Linked DNA regions of Mus musculus: regions 1, 2 and 3 are each linked to region 4. Evidence: chromatin contacts called from public HiChIP or PLAC-seq and promoter capture Hi-C data. All regions are on one chromosome and are shown on one strand. Each heading gives the region's core, a stretch centred on a gene start, on an enhancer-like site or on the middle of the called end of the contact. The rest is flanking DNA. Distances are from core to core; before and after follow the strand shown.

Region 1 (3,655 bases), core at 779-3,278, 1.3 Mb after region 4:
TCTCCATAGTAGGATACAGAGTCCTTTGGGTGGATGTCTAAAAGTGGTATAGATCAGTTCCTAGGATTTGGAAGAACCCTCCACACTGATTTCCATAGTAAAAAATTCTGTAGTAGGTGGCAGAGTATGTGTGCAGACTTCTATTTGGGTCCTCATTTTTATACATCAATCAGTGTGTCTGGTTTTGTGCTCTAACTATTAAGATTATAAACTCTTAGATTCATTTAATACTAAAGGTGATAAACACTTTGGTTCAAACATTTCACCTCAAACTTGTACCAACTCCTGCTGCCTTTGTGGCCTGCAGAAATGCTGACTCGTGTTCTTCTTCACTTACGACGACAGTTGGGTATTGTAAGTGCCTAAGCTTGAGTCCAACAACATTCCCAATTCTCCGTTTCAATGTTTCTTAAATCATTTCTTTTCATGTTTAGATATTTTGAAAACTGTCTTAGGCATTTGAAATTCTCTTTAATATTTTCTAAGTGACAAACAGTGTGATAAATCATGTCTGCAGGGAAGGTTCAAATTAGTAAGCCATGCCCTTAGTCCATCATGCTTTCTTATGTCTGTTTGCCTTCTCACACTTCAAACCTTGTCTGAAACAAGTCTTCATTTCGGAAAAAGACTCTGTAGACACAGGGAAAATAATCACTTGGATTAAGGAGTGTGATGACTCATGACATACTGAGGAGTTTGGCCTTGCTTGCTTTGGTTTCTTTGGGTTGTTTTTGTTGTTGTTGGGGTTTTTTGTGTTTGTTTGTTTGTTTGTTTGTTTGTTTGTTTTAGGTCATGGTGTCTTCTTGCTTGTTATAACTTTAGATATAATGTACTACTGTGTGTTGCATTTAAATGTTGTAGCTGACAGAGGTCAAAACCCAGAAAAATCATAAAATATTAGCCATTAGCTCATGGTGGCTTAATAGATTGGATATAATTCAGAGATTTAATTCTGAGTGGCTTTACTAACTATATCCCTCACTTGAGGATGTTCTTCCTGCCTACTAGTCAGGAATCTTTGCTTACACTGACGAGGAATGAGACTGAGCATAACACTATTTGGCCTCCAAACACATTGAACAGGATGCTTGGCCAACAGAGTTATTGTGATTGAAGTTCCCAGACAAAAGTCATACATACATTAAGGATTCTGCAAGAAAACAGCTCTGTGATGTAGAGAGCTATGCTCCTGCAGGATGCCACCCGCTGCAGGATCCCTGCCCCTCCAGAATCCACACGTGGTGCCCAGTTCTCCAGGACTTTCAGGCTAGGCCAGACATAGTAGAGAAACTCTGTTATTACAGCATTTTTCAGACTGATATGGGAGAATTATACAACAAGGACGGCCTGGGGACAAAGTAAATTTGGAAGAGCCAGATCTACTTAATCCTCATCTAGAATACTAACTACAAAAGAAGGGCTGAGGTATAGCTGCCATTTAGTAGTAGAATACTTACTTGGCTGTCATGTGCAAGGTTCTGGCTAACATGTAAAATTCCTAGTAATAGAAGAAAAAGGAAGAGGAGACGGAAGAGAAGGAGACTTGAGTCTATCATGTTTTCAGGGTTCTTTGGAGCCCATCTGGGTTTTGAAAAACCCACCTGCCTTAGGGTTGCAAAAGCCTAGTGTAAAAGGGACCAGACTTAGGCCTTTCTCTGGTCTCCTAGCACCCTCCAAAAGGAAGCATCTAACCTCTCTTTACTCCATGGTAACCTTGGTTTCTAGTCTTTCTTCTATACAGATGTTTTTCATTTCTATGTTTCAGAATCCCTGATCCAGTGGGACTGCTTCCTCCATGCTGCTGGTTTCAGATGCTTGCCCTTCAAAGTTTCTGTCTCATAGTCTAAGTTAGCCAAAGATTTTAGCATCTTATTCTTGCTGAGCTGCCTTCCAGCTGCCGGGAAATCATCTCATGATCTGATGACTATTCAGCATAACAAAGATCTTGCTTTCATTTCCCATTAGGCACAACTCTATCTGCAGATTCCCTGCTCCCTATAAAAGGCAGATTAGAGCCTCCAGACTAGCAGAGTTAGATTGAGAGGACGCTAGCCTTCACTCCAAAATCTTTGCCTTCAACATGAAGATCTACGCAGTGCTTCTTTGCCTGCTGCTCATAGCTGTCCCTGTCAGCCCAGAGAAGCTGACTGGGCCAGGTAAGGTATCTCCTTTCCTAAGGGAAATGGTTTAGCAGGCACTAACATCTGAGCACAAGGCATCCCAGAGCTGCTGTATGATCTGCAATTTTAAGATGGACAGACTGAGAGTATGGAAGAAGTTAGCCAAAAGCCAGTGTGTCAAAGCTAGGCAGAACCAGCAGTGAGTGTTTAGAGCACTGAGGCCAGGCCCTGTGATGTCTCATGACATCAGCCCTGGGACACGATGCTGCATGCAGCCACTACCGATACTGCCCTCTCCTTGTTTGAGGAGATGGCCCAGAAGTGGCTGTGGTGAGAAGGACATCACAAGCAATAGGGGAGTGATAGGGATGATGTCTTGAAGAAGTGCTTTGGGATCTTGATCCAGAGTGGCTTCCAGAACCATATGTGGATATTTGTACACTGAGGGGCTTCCTAGATTAAAAAATAAAATAGGTTGATTCTAAGCCCACAGCAGCAAGGTGATGGACAGCGAGTTCTTGGGACTTACTTTCCTGTGTCAGAAGTATGGGATCAGTCAAAGAGATCTCATGATAAACAGTCATCAGTGAGGAATCCTGTGGTTCAACAGAGGACACTGACTCCTAAGACATATTCTGTCACTAGACCCTAGATACAAAACTTGGGAACAGTGACTCCTAGGTGCAGCCCAACCCTCATCTTCCCTTATGAGAGGACTCTGAGATGTCCCCTAACCCTCTTTCTTTACAAAATGGCTTCCAGATAAGGCTCCAGTCACCTGCTGCTTTCATGTACTAAAGCTGAAGATCCCCCTTCGGGTGCTGAAAAGCTACGAGAGAATCAACAATATCCAGTGCCCCATGGAAGCTGTGGTGTAAGTGATTCCTGCCCAGAAAACCCAGTCAGAGTCAAGGGAGAGTGGTCAGGACACACAGATGAGTGAGTCAAACAAATACAGCCTCTTATCTGGACCACGCCTTACCCACATAGGGAGACTGACTGGAAGAGAAGAAATCTGTAATTTTCCAGGAGCTCAGAGGGATTTTCCCCAGTTCCTTTCCACAATAGATGAGAAAGCTTCAAGTAGGGCAGCAAGATCAGGGCTTCCTCCTCAGGGTTCTCCCTTCCACCCCTTCCTCATCCTCCCCTCCTGCCAAGCAGCTCCTTCACCTCTGGAGCAAGAGTGAATGGGGTCTGTCGAGCTGTGGGCCATGCTCTGAGCACTATTTCTGAACCTTCCATCTCTCCACAGTTTCCAGACCAAGCAGGGTATGTCTCTCTGTGTAGACCCCACACAGAAGTGGGTCAGTGAGTACATGGAGATCCTTGACCAGAAGTCTCAAATTCTGCAGCCTTGAACCTTCACACCTGAGTTAAGAGACAGCCAAAGCTGGAAGTTCTCCCCTAATCTTCTCCAGGCAGAGAGATGTTACAAGCAGATGGTGCCTGGGCTGCGTGTTTTCTCATCCTTGTCTGTTATATGAACAACTGAAATAAAAGCTTACACTGATTTGCAAATGTAACATGGGCATTTT
Region 2 (3,295 bases), core at 239-2,738, 1.1 Mb after region 4:
TTATGGGACACAAGGGCAGGAACTCAAGCAGTATCTTAAAGCAGAAACCAGGGAGGAACACAGCTTGGTGGCTCGTGCATGCTCCTGCTTACCTAGCTTTGTTATACAACCCAGGACCACGTGCCTAGGAAATGGTGCCACCCACAGTGGGCAGGGCACTACTATTAATGAACAACCATAACAATCCCCTTACAGACAAGCACACAGGCCAATTTGAACTAGGCAATGCATCAACTGAGGGTTTTTCCTCAGGCAAATCTAGACTGTGTCATGTTGACTGTTAAAGGTCACTTCTCATAGTTCCTCTGAAACCTGTCTGTCCTTGTCTCCACTTAAGTCCTCAATGCAAGCTCACCTCTCGGACATTTCCCTTCTTCCCCAACTCCTTATCATTCTGCTTCCACTGTTTTCTTTCCTAAGGTATTCTTGACTCTTGGAATATAATTCCCTCCTTCCTTCCTCCTTCCATCTCTCTCTTCTTCCTCCCTTCCTGTTCATCATAGTTTTATTCAAAAGCTCACACACAGACCTGGCAGGCATGGCTGTGACTTATGTTTCCTCTCCAAACTTCAGGTCTTATTAATGTCTCAGAAGGATCCAGCCACGTGGCCTCTCAGGAGAACAAGGTTAAGTGCCATATAAAAGAAGCCTCATGGTGCATTTAGCTCCCCCACCCTTTCCCTTTCTTCTGCCTTCCAACATGGGAGAACACAGAGTGGCCTTCCCTAGCCAGAATTTACAGCCTGAAGACACCACCCCAGAATCAGAGAGTAGCCCTTACAAGACAGTGGGGCCTTCCAGGCCTTCCACCTTGGCTGTCCCAGCCTTCCAACCTCAGAACCATGAAGAGATATATTTCTGATGTTGGTAAACTATTCCATCTCTGGTATCTTCTTAGAGCAGCATACAAACTGAAACAGGCCCCAAAGACAAGCTCTTTAGCAGTTCAACATGAGCAGGTGAGGCTAGGGTGGGCACAAGGTTTAAAACAAGTCAATCAATATGTAATGTTTTATCCCTGTGATATAGAGATGTTATCTCACTCACCTGCCCTCAAAGCTCACGAGGCAGCCATTTCCTATTCCACAGACTACAACTGGATTTGAACCCAGGTTTGCCTCACCCTTAAATACTAGGTCAGCCCTTTCTGGGGTTTAAAAAGGAGCTCCAGAGACCATGGGCTGTACATGGGAAGGCATGAGGTAATCCAGTAAGCCTGGGCTGTCCAGTGTCTGGAGCTGCTTCTGTGACTCCCCAAGGAGCCTACTACAGTCTCTGCTCGCAGAAACAGCACCTAGCCCCTCCTGTTCCCAGCTTTGGCTGTTACCCTCCGCAGTTAGCAATTAATGAGGCAGAAAGGGTTAATTCTAGATTCCCTCCTGCATGCACAGATGGATTCCTAAGAATTCCCTCTCTGCCCCACCCCCCAATTAAAAGGGCTGAGCTTTGCCCCTTCTGTCTCTTTCTCTTAGGCAGAAGAGGCAGCACAGGGCTTGTGCAGCCTAGTTACTGTCAGTGACATTAGCAACTTTGGGCTGTTTGCTTTCCCTTTGCTTGCCTCCTGGCACTGAAACCTCATTAGGGCTCTGACAGAAAAGAGCTCATCAGTTGCCAGGAAGGCTACTCTGGGCTTCCACTGCCTGTTGCCTAGCAGGCTGACTGAGTATGTACACTGACCCCAGGTCTCCACTGGAAGCCAGCATCATCAAAGCTGATGTAATGTGAGCCAGAAGCCCTCAGCACCCCCTGGGTGTTCTTCCATCTTGCATGAGCCACCCGGAAAGAACAGCAGCTTGCTTGGGTTCTGTTTGAGGGTCTACTGGCAAAGGCACAGAGCCAATGAGGCTGGGGAAAGGTGGGGTGTTTAACCTACATAGGAAAAGCTTTTTCCTCAAGTACTGCAGTGCATTTCCTTTGCTTGATGAGTGGCAAGCAGGTCAAATGGGATGTCCCCCAGGCATCCAGTGGGCAGCACTTTGTTTTTACTCCAGTGAACTCTGCAGTCACATGGAAGAGGCTGCATAGCTCCAAAGAAGGACCTCTTATGCTTGACGAGGGTGTAGCCCCAGTTCCTAGGCCCTGTTCTACTCTGAATGGATCTAGGCCAGTGCAGAGCTGTCTTGGGACCTACAAGTCTTCATCAAGGAGGTAGGAAAATGGGTAGATGATTTCTGAGTTAAGTTGCTGCCCTGGAAACACACTTGAAAAATTTCGTAACTTTGCTTTATGTGTGTGTGTGTGTGTGTGTGTGTGTGTGTGTGTGTGTGTGTGTGTGTAAGCCAGGTGAAGATATCAAGTGGCCCAATCTATCATTCTTACTCCCTCTCTACCCATAATCCCTTGGGATAGGAGCTCTCACTGAACCCAGAGCTAGCTGGCAACCAGCAAGCCCAAGCCAGTCTCCTGACCCTGTCCCCAGAACCCCAGTACTTAGGGTTATAGAGGTATATGATCATGCCCATTTTTTTGGATTTTTTTTTGTTTTTAAACATGGGCACTGGGAATTAGAACTCAGATGCTCATGTCTGCACAGCAAGCTTTTAGGGCTAGGCCACTGGTCCTTCATCTTCTTCTCCCCAACAGCCCAGAGGCTCCTAAGAATCAGATGAATCCCATGAGCATTTACAGAGCACTCACCATGTCAGAGATCTGGGCATCAGGAAGTGCTACCTCCCCCTCCCCACATACACACCAATGTCAACCTCCCTAGATAGCCTTGTCGCCCCAATCAAGGCCTTTGCTCACATAAATGCCCACAAGTATGGGAATGCCCTGAGCCATTCTCACCTACAGCCTTGATGATAAGCTCTTCTTGGTTTGGATGGGTCCAGAGCACCCTCCATTCTGAACTTCTTATAGGAAAATGCCTTTTCTTTCAATAATCTTTATTTCCCACCATTAACTGTAATCAGACAGGATGAAGCTGATACAGTGGGAGACCCAGTTGAATCTGAGTGAGGAATCTGGCTTGCTTATTCTTTAGTTCTAGCTTCAGGCCAATCGCTTACCCTCTCTGAGTCTTGCTTTTCTTATGAATAGCATAGGGATAAAATTCTGCCTTCTGGCTGGGAAGATGACTCAGTCTTATATGCAAACATGAGGATCTGAGTTCAGATCCCCAACACTGATGCTAGAAGCCAGGTATAGCATATGGCATATGTCCCCAAGTGACCCTCTGCATTACTGTAAATTCCAGTAATGGAAAGGTGAAGACGGGGGATACCTGGAGCTCATTGGCTGACCAGCCTAGCACAATGGTGGGGTTCTAGGTCTATTGAGAGACCATGTCTCAAAA
Region 3 (3,385 bases), core at 30-2,529, 1.4 Mb after region 4:
CCTCACATCCTAGAGGACCTGTTATCCCATCGCATGCAGGACATTGTAGTTCTTGGTTCACAGACATGGGGCTGGGTGAGGAACTCCACAAGGGCTCAGAAGGAAAAGGGGGTATTCCCAAAAAGTGGCTGGTCCACTCGCCCACACAATCTTCCACATTCCCATCCTTGGCCCTCCCCTCTTTCAGGGACCAGTAACCCCCAGTCTGCTGATTTGTACGCTCTCCTCCCACATCCCACCTTCAACATCCCTGTGTTCTAACCCTGGATCCTTCCTGTCTCGCTGTTCACAGAAACTTGCAGGTCCCCTGACCTCAGGTTGGTATTTTCCGAACAATCTAGAACATGGATTCCAGTTTATCCATACAGAAAACATCTTTAAGAGATATAATAGTTATCTGGCTGTTCACTCCTGTGGTCCTTCCTTCAGCCCCTGCCTGTCATCTGTCACACTGGAAATCAGTCTTAGTCCCTCCTCTGGACTTCAGGGATCCTAATTTGTTTTAAACAACCCCATAGGCCCTTCCAGTTGTCTGTAGGGTGAGGATCAAAATTATCTTCCACACACTAAAGCCACTTCATCTAGAAGGAGGAGGATGAAGAGGAGGAGGAGGAGGAGGAGGAGGAGAAAGGAGAAAGGAGAAAGGAGAAAGGAGAAGGGAGAAGGGAGAAGGGAGAAAGGAGGATGAGGAGGAAGAGAAAGGAGAAGGGAGAAAGGAGGAGAAGGAGAAGGAGAAGGAGAAGGAGAAGGAGAAGGAGAAGGAGAAGGAGAAGGAGAAGGAGAAGGAGAAGGAGAAGGAGAAGGAGAAGCTCCTCCCAGAACAGGGCCAGTCTTGGAACCCCATCAAGAGGATGCTGGCCCAGGTCTGTCTCTGCAGCCACCTAGTTCTAGGATTAGCAAAAGAATCAGAGGAATGGGTTTCAGGTCTGAGCTCCCCACCACGAAGTAGATGTGTGCTCCCAGTCCATAACCTTCCTCCACGCCCAGCGTCCCTATCCCATTACTGCCCGCCATTCATCTCCAGATAGGGACAGAAATGAAGCCAATGATGTCTAGGTAAGCTCTGTTCCCAGCCCAGAGTGCCTGCCTATACATCTCCCCTCCCTGGGCCCAAGCACTAGGACCCCATTACTCACTGCTCTTGCTGTCAACATCCTGTATCCACACGGCAGCCAGCAGCAGGCACATCAGTGCCATGGCAGTGGGTTTCATGGTGATAAGTTTCTGTCTCAAGCCTCTCTAGAGCAACCGCCGAATGTCTGGTGGAGCCAAGAACTCTCTCCTGCCTCACCCTGTACTGAGCTTTTATCAGAAGGCCCGGGGTGCTTTCCCAGACCATGGAGAAGAGGTGGGAGTCCCAGGGAAAAGGAACTCATACCCAATGGCCACATGGAAAACTCCTTTTCTCACCTCTCCTGGGAGGAGGGGGGCGTATTCGAGGTATGTTTGGGTGCCTAGTGGCCTTGGGAACTTCCCCAAGTGCAGAAGCAGATACCAATCTTTACGTTCTTGACAAAATACGTGGGAGCTGTCCTGGCTGAGTGGAAAGTCAAAAAAGGTGAGAGAGAGAGAGGAAGTGGCCCGTACACAGCTTGTCTAACCCACATCATTCCATTCAAAGCAGCTACAGGCCTTGGAGAAGGACAGAGCAGAGAAGGTACAATCTGCATCAAATGGAGCTTGTGTCTGGGTTCTGGCTCTGCCAATCAGCCATTGCACAAACTTCTCTAAGCTGCACATCCCTACAAAATGGAACTAGTAACACATCTCAAATCCGGGTGGTAAGAATGAAATGCAGAGCTGGGGAGATGGCTCAGTCAGCAAAGTACCTGCTACACAAGTGTGAGGACCAGAGTTTGATTCCCAGAACCCGCATACAGAGCAGGGGTAGTGGAATGATCTTGTAACCCCAGAGCTGGAGAGGCTGACCGGCTGATCCCTGGAGCTGCCTGGTTTGCCCGCTGAGCCTAGTTGGAGACCTCCAGGCCAGGGAGAGAACTTATCTCAAAAAGCAAAGTCGTTCACATGCACATAGACACATGTATGCACACCTACATACATGTACACACACACACACACACACATACACACACATACCACAGGTTGATCCTGTCTGTCTAACGTTTGGCCAACACATTTGCTATTAGTTTTATTTCTTTGTTCCCCAGCCCTTTCACAGCTTACTCTGATCCAGACCCTTGCTTGGTTACCCTTGGGACAATTGCCAATGGGGGCAAAGCCTGACCTGAGCCATCTTGCTTCAACCTATAGACAAGCCATGGAGAGCCATCCAACACAACAACGGCTCATTCAAGACAGATCTGTCATGTGGGGGGCACAGGAGAATGTTGGGGACACCCAGGGACTTCAGAGGACCCTTTCCAGACAGTGTTCTATAAGTACCATGTCCTGCAGGCTGCTGTGAAGACAGCACGTCAGGCAGGGGAAGGAGTCTGGAAAAGCCAAGTACAGAGGAACACCCTTCACTCAGCATCATGGAGAAAGCTAGAGCATGGGATGTAGATGCAGATGGGGTTGTGCAGCCAGATAAAAACAGTATATGCAGTGGGCAGTACTTGGGATAAGCAGCTCATAGGAGGCCCTCAAGAAAAAGCAGCTAAGCTTTCTGGCATTGGCATCATGGGGCCTATACACAGTGGGTTGGCTATGCTAACCTATGTTGACCTTAGCCTGTGCAACTGAAAAACCTTCAGTGTTTGTTGCCAACTGAGTGTAACTACTAGATAGTTAGAACTCTTCCCAAATAGTCAAGCTTCAGTCATCCATTTTGCTCTCCTATATCCACCATCTCATCCTTACTGTAACATCGACCTGACCACCTTCCCAGCCAACTCCCTCTGTGCCCAATCTGCTCATTTCAAACACCCTTCCTCCAATAAAAGTCATTTGCCAACCCCTGCGGGCAAATCTCAGCCTCCTTTAAGCCCCTGTGCCTGGATGGCAATCGGAAGTCCTTGTCTTCCCGCATCTCTCCACTGAGGCTCGCTCCGTGCTACCGTGGCATGTCTGAGCTGAATGAGCTTTTCAAGACCTTTGGCAGTGATGACTCTTGGCACTCCTGAGGGAGCTTTGTCGAAACTGGGAATATCTTGGCTCCATTTCAGAGTCAGAATCAAAACTCAAGTGCCTGTACTTGTGAGGAGAAAACTCCAGGCAATTGTCAAAGCACCAAGAGATAAAATCTCCACAGTATGGAGGGTGGGAGGGTGACTTTCACGAGGAGGGAAGTCTTGGGCTTGATGCTATATTGAGAATGGGGGTGGCATAGGAGGCAGAGACTCGAGCCCTGGGTATCTAAGAATAAGATCAGCTCATGATCTTTACACAGCTGGACCCATGCCAGTCAGACCCCTACTGCTTCCTG
Region 4 (3,199 bases), core at 343-2,842:
GCCCTGGGTTTGATGCCTAGCACTACAGAAATCAAGTGCAGCAGTGCATACCTGTACTCCCAGCAGGAAGTAAAGGTAGGTGGAGCAAAAGTTCAAGTTCACCCTAGCCATATTGCAGAACAGAACATATGAAATTATTTGTTTTGTTAATTTAAAAATTAAAACAGGTTTTTTTAAAAATTACAGAATTGTAGTTGACAGTAAAATTGAGGTAAATATCCAAACCTAATTATGATTTTCAGGTTTAAGTTTAAAAAGTGATATTTGGCTATAAAGTTTACAAGTAACAGACAGAGCAAAGCTTCCGGGAAAACACAAACAAACAAATAAACAAGTAAGCACACGCTTCAAGCTGAAACTCCGTTTCAGTTTTTTTTTAAAGTCAAAACACTTTAATACTCAGATTACATATTACTGTTTGAAAATGAAATAATTACGTATAGAAGACTTTCTAAAATAAGTTCCTCTTGGAAGCCCATTTTGGGGCATTGTGTTGTAACTAAATTCTCAAAGATGTCAGTAACACAAAGGCTCCATCCATACATAACTCCTTGAAAAAACTGAAACCATGGACGCCTTGTCAAATTCAGACAGTTTATCTTGGCACTGGCAAGTACAGCAGTCTCTTCGATGTCTGGAAACGGGTCTAATTACGTCGAATGAGTAACTAAAAAATAGCCCGTGTCCCGGAACAGACAGCTTAGGGTTCACTCCATAGCATCCTGAATGGTAGGATGGAACCACGCCAGAAAGAAAGAAAAGAGAAAAAAAAAAGAAGAAGAAGAAGAGGAAGGAAAGAAACGAGAAAAGAAAATCGAGCGTGAAAGCAGGAGATAGATGCCAGGCTCTTTTAAAACAACCTTCCAGTTTTCCTGGGGCTGCCAGGGCCATCACGCCGCTCCTAAGTTTTTCTTTTCCCTTACTTTTGTTCCATTAAGTCACCCGGTCCCGCCCACATCATTTACCTGGCTCAGGGCGGGCTGGTGCACCCCTAAGCGACCTCAAGCCCAGCATGCCCCTAATCAAGACACCACACAGGGACGACCCCAGACCCCTAAAGTGCAGTCCTAGACCTCATCACACCCTGGAGTCCCAAGGCCGCACCAAGGAAGAGTCCTCTCTCTGGGAGGCGTGACCACCCAGCGCCGCGGACCCCCTGTCACCCCGCCGCACTCACTCGCGGGAGCTGCTCGCCCCGGTCACCCCGAATCCTCAGCAGCGCCCCCTCTCGGGAAACCCCGGCATGGCTGTCGAGACGCGCTCACCTGAGCCTAAGGTTGGCCATGAACTCGGGCATGGAGACGGTGTCCATCAGCACGAAGTCCGCCTTGCCGAACTCAAGGCTCTCCTGCTCCGCCATGGCGCCGGCTCAGGTGGGAGCGCTCGGGTTGGGGCGGGGGTGCTCGGCACCTTTGGGCGGGGTCGGGCCGGAGAGAGAGAGAGAGCGAGAGAGACGGCCGCCACTCCTCAGAGCTCCAGCCGGCGCGGCTCTGAACGGGCGAGGCCGGCGGCTTCCGCTCCTCCCGCGGTGGCTGCGGGTTGTGTGGGGGCCGTGGTGGCGAGACGGAGACGGCGGCGGCTGGTCCCGCCTCTAGCCTGGGTCCCGCTGGGCCCCGCCCCGCCCCGCCCCGGCCGCTCGGGCTCCGCCCCGCCGATGAGCCCGCCCAACCCCGGCCCAGCCGCCTCCTCACCTGGGCGGCGCGCACGCGTGGGGCGGGGACGCGCTCTGGGCCAGCCGCGGCGGCTAAGCGGCAGCGCCCCCTAAAGACAGGCACGGGCATCTAGCGTGGCGGGGAGCCGTGTGGACCTGACTCTGGGTAGAATAGGCCTTGTTGCCTTCTTCAACCCCTGCCTAGTAGATGCCAACAAACTTACAAATTTACAAACTTATAACTTGAGCGGCTTTGGCGCGAATTATCCATTATGATTCCCTCACATTCTTCTGTGCTCATGTGCCATCCATCCTTGAAATGGTGGCTGAATAGTTATGGCAATGGTAGAGAATACTTCCAGGTCACCGAAATGTTTAGAGCTGTTCTAAGTGCTTTAGCAAACTTAAGTAACTTGTCACACTGCTAGGAAGTGGAGGAGCTGCGACTTCGTGGAGGTCATCTGATTTACGAACCCCAGCATTCAGCCACATGGCTTACTCTTCATTTCCAGTGGTCCATTTTTTTCCACTCATGTGAGCATGTCATCAGACTAGTACCTTATACTAGTAATTTTTTAAAAAATGTATGAATCATCTCCTCGGGATGATTGCAGCTTCTAGCATAGAGGACCATGTCCTAAACTTTTTTTTTATATCCCCCACCTCCACTCTCTACACATTCCAAGAAGCTTATAGTAGTAGTTTGTATTATAAATAAGAAATCCATGAAATTAGTTCCATAGATTGTAATGAGTTATGATCTCCAATTTCAAGACACACTGGGTGTTCTTAAAATGGTTTTTGTTGGGGGGAGGGGTGTTGCTGGAGAGATGGCTCAGTGGCTAAAAGCACTTGCTGTTCTTACAGAGGACCAGAGTTAATTTCCCAGCATCCACAACAATAGCTTTGCCTGTAACTCCAGTTCAAGGAGATGAGACACCCTCTTCATACCTCTGAGGGTACCAGGCAGGAACATATATACATGCAGGGACTCACACAGTCACATAAAATAAAGGTGAATAAATATTTTTTTTTTAAACTTTTCTTTCAGGGGCTGGTGAGATGGCTCAGCGGGTAAGAGCACTGACTACTCTTCCCAAGGTCCTGAGTTCAAATCCCAGCAACAACGTGGTGGCTCACAACCACCCATAATGAGATCTGACACCCTCTTCTGGTGCATCTGAAATCAGCTATAGTGTACTTATGAATAATAATGAATGAATCTTTGGGCTGGAGAGAGCAGGGACTGAGCAAGTGAGGCCTACCAGAGTGAGCAGTGTTGACTGGAGCGAGCAGAAGTCCTAAAAATTCAATTCCCAACAACCACATGAAGGTTCACAACCATCTGTACAGCTACAGTGTACTCACATACATAAAATAAATAAATAAATTTTTTTTTAAAAAACTTTTTTTCCAAATATAGACTATATTTTCCTGATGGATATACATTGTAAGGGGCATTGTCTAGTACCTGCACATATTTGGGCCTGTGTCTGTTAGGACCATGTTCTGTGCAGAATCTATTAGGAAATCAAGAGCATCCAAGCC

The links. Promoter capture Hi-C pulls out the DNA fragments that hold promoters and counts their contacts. HiChIP or PLAC-seq counts read pairs in DNA pulled down with a chosen protein or histone mark.
Region 1: a contact with region 4 is called in a promoter capture Hi-C map of stem cell-derived epiblast-like cells, with 4 times the contacts expected there. The contact joins the promoter of Ccl8 here to the promoter of Myo1d in region 4. A contact is called at or near these places in 5 of 39 promoter capture datasets (the 3T3-L1 cell line, embryonic stem cells, hippocampal neurons and 1 more).
Region 2: a contact with region 4 is called in a promoter capture Hi-C map of hippocampal neurons, with 4 times the contacts expected there. The contact joins the promoter of 5530401A14Rik here to the promoter of Myo1d in region 4. A contact is called at or near these places in 3 of 39 promoter capture datasets (the HPC-7 cell line, hippocampal neurons and stem cell-derived epiblast-like cells) and 1 of 115 datasets of contacts at active chromatin or transcription factors (astrocytes).
Region 3: a contact with region 4 is called in an H3K27ac HiChIP or PLAC-seq map of embryonic stem cells, with 4 times the contacts expected there. The contact joins the promoter of Ccl1 here to the promoter of Myo1d in region 4. A contact is called at or near these places in 2 of 39 promoter capture datasets (the 3T3-L1 cell line and hippocampal neurons), 1 of 115 datasets of contacts at active chromatin or transcription factors (embryonic stem cells) and 1 of 9 other capture datasets (pancreatic islet).

The regions. Positions count from the first base shown.
Region 1 is chr11:82,113,157-82,116,811 of GRCm38.p6, forward strand. Ccl8 (chemokine (C-C motif) ligand 8) reads left to right here and starts at 2,029. Exons shown (of 3, transcript NM_021443.3): 1 at 2,029-2,156; 2 at 2,883-2,994; 3 at 3,373-3,643. The coding sequence starts at 2,081. The coding sequence ends at 3,478.
Region 2 is chr11:81,859,189-81,862,483 of GRCm38.p6, forward strand. 5530401A14Rik (RIKEN cDNA 5530401A14 gene) reads left to right here and starts at 1,489. Exons shown (of 5, transcript NR_038010.1): 1 at 1,489-2,148. It also overlaps a transcript of Asic2 not described here.
Region 3 is chr11:82,178,533-82,181,917 of GRCm38.p6, forward strand. It overlaps Ccl1 (chemokine (C-C motif) ligand 1), which reads right to left and starts at 1,280. Exons shown (of 3, transcript NM_011329.3): 1 at 1,137-1,280. The coding sequence starts at 1,212.
Region 4 is chr11:80,778,433-80,781,631 of GRCm38.p6, forward strand. Myo1d (myosin ID) reads right to left here and starts at 1,593. Exons shown (of 22, transcript NM_177390.3): 1 at 1,266-1,593. The coding sequence starts at 1,360.